Linked DNA regions of Sus scrofa: region 2 is linked to region 1. Evidence: chromatin contacts called from public Hi-C data. All regions are on one chromosome and are shown on one strand. The core of a region is the stretch at or near the end of the contact, and the rest is flanking DNA. Distances in the headings are between cores, read along the strand shown.

What was found. Hi-C and Micro-C count contacts between places; a contact is called where the count stands out from the background.
Region 2: a contact with region 1 is called in a Hi-C map of liver, with 9 times the contacts expected there. A contact is called at or near these places in 1 of 5 promoter capture datasets (liver) and 8 of 47 Hi-C or Micro-C datasets (embryonic fibroblasts, epiblast stem cells, liver and 2 more).

The regions. Positions count from the first base shown.
Region 1 is chr3:37,441,266-37,444,580 of Sscrofa11.1, forward strand. It overlaps SEC14L5 (SEC14-like protein 5), which reads right to left and starts at 1,863. Exons shown (of 16, transcript XM_003124623.4): 1 at 1,607-1,863; 2 at 829-944. The coding sequence starts at 891.
Region 2 is chr3:37,488,041-37,491,412 of Sscrofa11.1, forward strand. PPL (periplakin) reads left to right here. Exons shown (of 22, transcript XM_013995670.1): 3 at 2,894-3,048. Among named protein-coding and RNA genes, the nearest start is that of PPL, 29 kb to the left of the region's middle.

The DNA.
Region 1 (3,315 bases), core at 613-3,112:
AACCCCTCATCTACCTGTCTCCAGCTCCTGCCCCACAGTGTGCAGACCACTGAGCCAGGAGGCTGAGGGCTCAGGAGCCAATTCTGTGCCACCTAGTTAGTCTGAACCCTGAAAACAGCTGCTCCCAGGCCCTCCCTGCCCACTGGCATCCCCCCCTTTCCTGGTCTTAGCTTTCTTGGAAGAGAAGGAAGGGGAGCAGAGGGGAGGGGTGGGAGCAGAGGGAGGACACTGGGGGTGTTGTGGCTAAACTCTAGGTTCTGGAGCCACTGTCCACACCCCCTTGTGGATCCAGGCCTGGCTTTCCCTCTTCCTGGCCCCAGAACTTAAAGCCGTCCTTTCACCTGTCCAAGCTTCACTTTAGTGGAGGTAAAATGAGAATGAGAAGAGCTGCTGGAAATTACACGAAATAACATCTGTAAAGACTTAACGCCACAGACCCTCAGTGAATGGCTGCTGTCATCATCATTAGTATATATATAATAATAACTATTATTATTACACAAAATGACAGCAGTGGTTTGGCCCCTGACATGCTTGTTTTCTATTGAAGGGGACCGAGATAAGAGGACAGATAAGCTTCAACAAGGAAAGGAGGGAAAGACCTTGTGTTTTGGTCAGTGGGCAAGGGTTCCGGAAGTTGTGATGAAAGGTGGGACGGCCAGGCGAAGGGTCCTGGTTAGAGGCTGGACCCACCCAGTCAGTGGAGTAGCTCATTAATTCCTTCTGATCGGGGGGTTCAAGGGGGTCTCCCTCTTCTTACCATCAGAGCTGACCTCTGGTATCCCTCCACCCGTCACACAAGGGACCTCAGGGTCGGGGGTCACTCACCGCCATGACCAGCTCGAACGGGTACTTGTAGACGCGGACAGGAGACTGGTACTTCTGCACCATGTTCTTGCAGGACGACCAGCGAGAGCCACCCAGGCAGGAAGTGGGCACGGAGCCTGAGTGAGGGCGACTGGTGAGGCGGCAGCGCCCACCCTGTGAAGCAGGAGCCCTGCCCACTGCTCCCTAGCCAGGGGCAGGCCCACCCTTGGCGCCACCCACACATCTCCTCAAGTCAAGGGGGCCAGGGATCCCCAGATTACTTTGGGCCAGTCCCCAAACCCCTGTTCTGTCCGTTACCCTTGGCCCCCGACCACTCTCCCTCCTCAGGATTAATCGGTACACACAACGTTTGGGCCCCACCCCTTCATGCTGAGGGTCATGGAAAACCCAGTAAGTCCAAATGGAAACACATACATTCGCAGTTCTCACACTCCCACAATTCCTTCACCCACGCAGCCCACAGCCTGCCACCGACATCCGGAACACACAGTCCCCCCAAGATTCATTGCACCTGCCCTCCCATTTTCCTCCAAGACACATTAACATTCAGTCCTCACCAAATTTCACACGCACACACATGTACGACTGCCCTCCCACACGGGGCTGCCCTTGCAAACGCACTCAACTTTGCACACACACCCAGCTCCCCGGAGCACGCACCTACCCAACTCCAGGCTCTCATATAATTCTCCTGATGCGCACAGACGTTCACACACATGCACACACACCGATGTACACGCACACACGCACATCCCCCCCCACCCCCAGCCCTGCTCACCGTCGCCCTCGGAGTCTCCTGGGACACAGCCCCAGGGCAGTGCGGAGCTGAGCCCTCCAGGGTCCCCTGCGGCCGCCTGGCCCGAAGCTCAGAGCCTGGGACTGGGTGCAGCTGCGGTCGCTGAGCTGGGGGCGTCTGATCCTGCACACCCTGCGGCCGGGCGGGTCAGGGAGGGACTTAAGGGACGGGAGCTAGCCCTGCCGGGGCGGGAGCGCTCCAGGACCCAGGACAGCGGAGATCTTGGACTGGCTCCGCCCTCGTCCCCCCAGCCAACCCCTTTCCTCCGCCCCCGGCTCAGCCATGGCCCCGCCCAGATTTACCCCGCCCTGGGCAGGCCCCGCCCCAGCCTGGCCCCGCCTTGGACTGGCCCCATCCCAGTCTTAGTCCCGCCTTTTATTCTACACTTCCTTGTTTGACCACGCCCCGCCCCGCCCTTCCTCCCGTATGGCCCCGCCTCACGCAGGCCCCGCCTCCATAGGTCCCGCCCCTAAAGCACTCGCCTCGCGCGTGGCCCAGCCCCAGGAAGACCCCGCCCCCAGGCTGCGGCTCTAATCTAGCTCTGCCTCCAGGCGAACCCTTGCTTGTCCCGCCCCTCTATCCCAGTACAGTTCCCTAACTCGGGCCAACCCTCTCTCCTCCTGGACTCTGAGTCCGGTCCCTCCACTGGCCACGCCCCAGAACCCTCTCGGTTCTGCCCCGAGTAGCAGGCCTGTCGGTATCTGGTATCTTTCATTCACTTTGCAGTTGTTTACACATCGCTTAAGTGTTAGGACTTATCAAGTGCTGAAGAGTCATCAGTGAACAAAACAGGTAGAGTTTTGTGGAGTTTACATTCCAGTGGGGGAGACAGACATTCGATAAGTGAGCCAAATATATAGCATTATGTGAGATGGGGGAAAATGCCAAGGTGAAAAAAATAAACAGGGAAGGGATTCAAGGAGTGAAGGAGGTCCTGTTGTGGCTCAGCGGAAATGAACTGGGCTAGTACCCATAAGGATGCGGGTTCGATCCCTGGCCTCGCTCAGCGGGTTGATACGGCAGGGAGAGTGTGTACAGGGAGACAGATATATCATTACACTTGTGACAACCAATCCTTTTTCTTCCTTCCTAGCATTGTGTCACACTCTGCAATCACCTCCTTTATTCATCCATTCATTTATTTGTAGGTCTGTCCAAGGAGAGCGTGAGCTCCGCGAGAGCAGAGACTGTGTCTTGTCTGTCTTATTCATTTGCCCCACGGCAGCAGGGTCTTCCTGGGGATCTGGCAGCCGTAGATGCTCAGTGCGTTTTCTTGGCTAAAGGTTGTCCAGGGTAGAAATGGAGCACGCGATTCCTATCATTGCCACAAGGTGGCAGCAAAAGACCGTCAATGGCTCCTTCTTGGTTAAGGTTATCAAAGCTGGAAATGGAGCGCACGATTCCCATCCTTGCCACAAGGTGGCAGCAAAAGACTGTCAATGGCTCCTTCTTGGGTAAGGCTAAAAATAGAGTGCACGGCCCCCATCTTCGCCACACGGTAGCAGCAAAAGCCCGTCCACGGCTCCTTGGGTCTTCTAGAAGGGGAAATTGCTGGGCAAGGTAGGAGTAGAGGGAAGATCCGCTCTACTGTAGGTTCATCAGAGAAATTCCCAGGCTCCTCCCCGACGTCCGTGCAGGGCACCAAGTGCTCGTTCACACTGTTGGCGGTTGTGACAACACGAGAGGCTTGA
Region 2 (3,372 bases), core at 466-2,965, 47 kb after region 1:
GGAGGTTCCCAGGCTAGGGGTCTAATTGGAGCTGTAGTCTCTGGCCTACGCCAGAGCCACAGCAACGCAGGATCCGAGCCGCGTCTGCAACCTACGACACAGCTCATGGCAACGCCGGATCGTTAACCCACTGAGCAAGGGCAGGGACTGAACCCGCAACCTCATGGTTCCTAGTTGGATTCGTTAACCACTGCGCTACGACGGGAACTCCCTGTTTTTCGTTTAAAAATTGAGATGCCCATAAGATAAAATTAACCTTTTCAAGTTCAACTTTGTGGCACCTTGTACCTTTACAGTGTTGTGTGGCCACCTCCTCTATCTGGTTCCAAGGCCCCTTCGTCATCCCAGCTCTGCGCCTATTAGCGGTCTTCCCCCCCCCGGCAACCACTAATCAGCTTTTTGTAATTATCCTAATTTTTTGTTTCTTTGGCTGCAGCCACAGTGTGTGGAAGTTCCCAGGCCAGGGATGGAACTCATGACACAGCAGCAACCCAAGCCACAGCAGTGAAAACACCAGGCCCTTAACCTGCTGTGCCGCCGGGAAACTCCTAGCTTAATTTTTTTTTAGGGCTGCACCTATGGCATATGGAAGTTCTCAGGGTAGGGGTCGAATTGGAGCTGCAGCTGCCAGCCTTCACCACAGCCATAGCAACATGGGAACTGAGCGGCGTCTGCAACCTATACTGCAGCTCACAGTAACACCAGATCCTTAACCCTCTGAGTGAGGGATGGAACTTGCATCCCCATGGCTCCTCGTTACTGCTGAGCCGCAATGGGAACTGCCTTTTTTTTTTTTTTTTTTTTGCTTTTTTTCCCTATGTTATTTTTTTTATTCTTTATTTTTTGGTCTTTTTGCCTTTTCTCGCCTGCTCCTGAGGCATATAGAGGTTCCCAGGCTAGGGGTCCAATCAGAGCTGTAGCCGCCGGCCTGTGTCAGAGCCACAGCAACACAGGATCCGAGCCACGTCTGCACCACAGCTCACAGCCACGCCGGATCCTTAACCCACTGAGCAAGGCCAGGAATCGAACCCGCAACCTCATGGTTCCTAGTCGGACTCGTTAACCACTGCGCCACGGCGGGAACTCCCCTAGCTTATTTTTTAAACGCTGCTAAAGTTGGAGGGATTAGAGAACATCCATGTCTCCACCGCCCAGATTCTGCCAGCGATGTCTGCTGGACTGGCTTCATCACAGGTCTGTCCATCAGCCTGTGGGTCATTCAGTCCCTACGATATTTTTTACTTTATTATTATTATTATTATTTTTCTCTTTCTTTTTAGAGCCGAACCCATGGCATACAGAAGTTCCCAGTGTAGGGGTCGAATCGGGACAGCTGCACGGCCACAGCAACGCTGGATCCGAGCCACGTCTATGACCCTCACCACAGTGCATGGCAATGCCAGGATCCTTAACCCACTGAGCAAGGCCAGGGATCGAACCTGTGCCCTCATAGGTACTAGTTGGGTTTGTTACCGCAGAGTCATGAAGGGAACTCCTGATTTTTGTTTACTTTAAAGTGAAACACATGTAAGGTCTCTGGAGAGTATCCAGATGTTAAGGGTTCACCCTCCCACGTTCCTGTGCCAGTAGGTCGCCCCGGCACCGTTCCTGGGGTGAGGGTGGAGCACGTTTCCAGAAATGTCCCAGGGACCTTCCCAGTCCGTCCTGCCCAGAGGTAACCACTGTGCAGCCTGCGTCCTCATCGATCCGTCTTGCCCGACGGTGGACTCTTGAACGCTTCCCCTCCACGCGGCTCGCTCCGTGCTCTCTCCCCCTCATCGGGGGGTGCTGGCCTCCCCCCACAGCACCTGCGCCTCTGAATTAGGAAATGATTAACTGACGTCCCTCTTGTGCAGAATTAATCCGTGGCACTATCACTGACCAGCAGAGCTTCAGATCAGCGGGTGATGATGGAACGAATAAAATTCCCCCACGCCAAGGATCATGATGTTTCGTTGTATTTCCTGTCGTTGCTATCAATTTTTAACTGGCCAGCCCCAGCCGTGGCACACTAATGGCCCAGTGCCTCTGGTCTTGTGACACTCGGGCCTCAACTCCAAGGCCCTCCAGGCCCTGGGTGCCCCCAGCCCTCAGCCCTCCCCCTACCGGCCTGGGTGGGGTAGGCTAAACACCTTATCTTCCTCTGAGAGGAAGCCGTTCCACTTTTTCCTTTTGCCATTCTTCCCTTCCGTCTTCTTTTTTCTTTTCCTTTCTTTCTTTCTTTTTTTTGCTTTTTAAGGCCGCACCTATGTTATATGAGGTTCACAGACTAGGCGTCAAATTGGAACTACAGCCACAATGTGGCGTAGGCTGGAAGCTGCAGCTCTGCTTGGACTCCTAGTCTGGGAACCTCCATGTAAGGCAGGTGGGGCCCTAAAATAGCAAAAAAAAAAAAAAAAAAGGATAGATGAGGTGCACTGTGCCTTCTCCCACTTTCTCCCTATGCCTCCTTCCAGCCTCAATCACAGAGGTCCTTTCCTGCCGCAGGGCCTTTGCACAGGCTGTTCCCTCTGCCTAGGACACTCTTCCCAGTCTTCCTTTAGTCTTAGGCTGTGTCACTGCCTCAGAAGGGCCTCACTGACCCCTGGAGCAAGTCTCCCACATTCCACCTCTGCTGCGTTCCCTTGGTAACACCAGCTTGTATGAACTTGCAGTCACCCTTCTGCGGCTCATTTGTTGACCTGCCTTCCTGGGGGGTCTCCCCTGGGCTGGGCTGGGCGGGGCCAAGGCTCTGCACTGCTGCCTTCCCAGCCCAAGCTGCCACAAGGAGGCACAGGACAGAGCCAGAGGAGCCTGTCCTCTGCCCCTCTCCTCCTCCCACCCCTCCTGTCCTGTGCCCACTGAGTCCCCGCCCACCGTCCCCCCCCCCAGCCCTTTCTTGTGACTCTCACAGGATCTGGCCGGGCTGCAGGAGGGCCGGCAGCCCGAGCACCGGGACGTGGCCTTGCAGAAGGTGTCGGACTCGGAGAAGCTTCTGTACGTGCTGGAGGCAGATGCGGCCATCGCCAAGCAAATGAAGCACCCCCAGGGGGACATGATCGCTGAGGAGTAGGTCCCCTCCATTTCGGGTCCTGGGGGTGCTGCTCAGGGCGGGGCAGGGGGCTGCAGCCCTTGCAGCATTCAGGAGCCCAGTCAGGGTTCGTCGAGGGTCTAGCACACACCAGACATTTTGCGGTCAGGGAGGCTGGGGCTCAGGGTGCTGGTGTCCCCTGTTCTGGTCATAGTGTGACCACAGCCCCCGACCCCCACGCTTGCGAACACACTCTCCCCATGCCCGATGCCCAGCTGGCTTCCCAAATGCGTGGCTCTCGCCTCAACTCAGATGTGGACGAACCACTGTCCTTGTCGCAGCCCAGACCATCCTACGGCCCT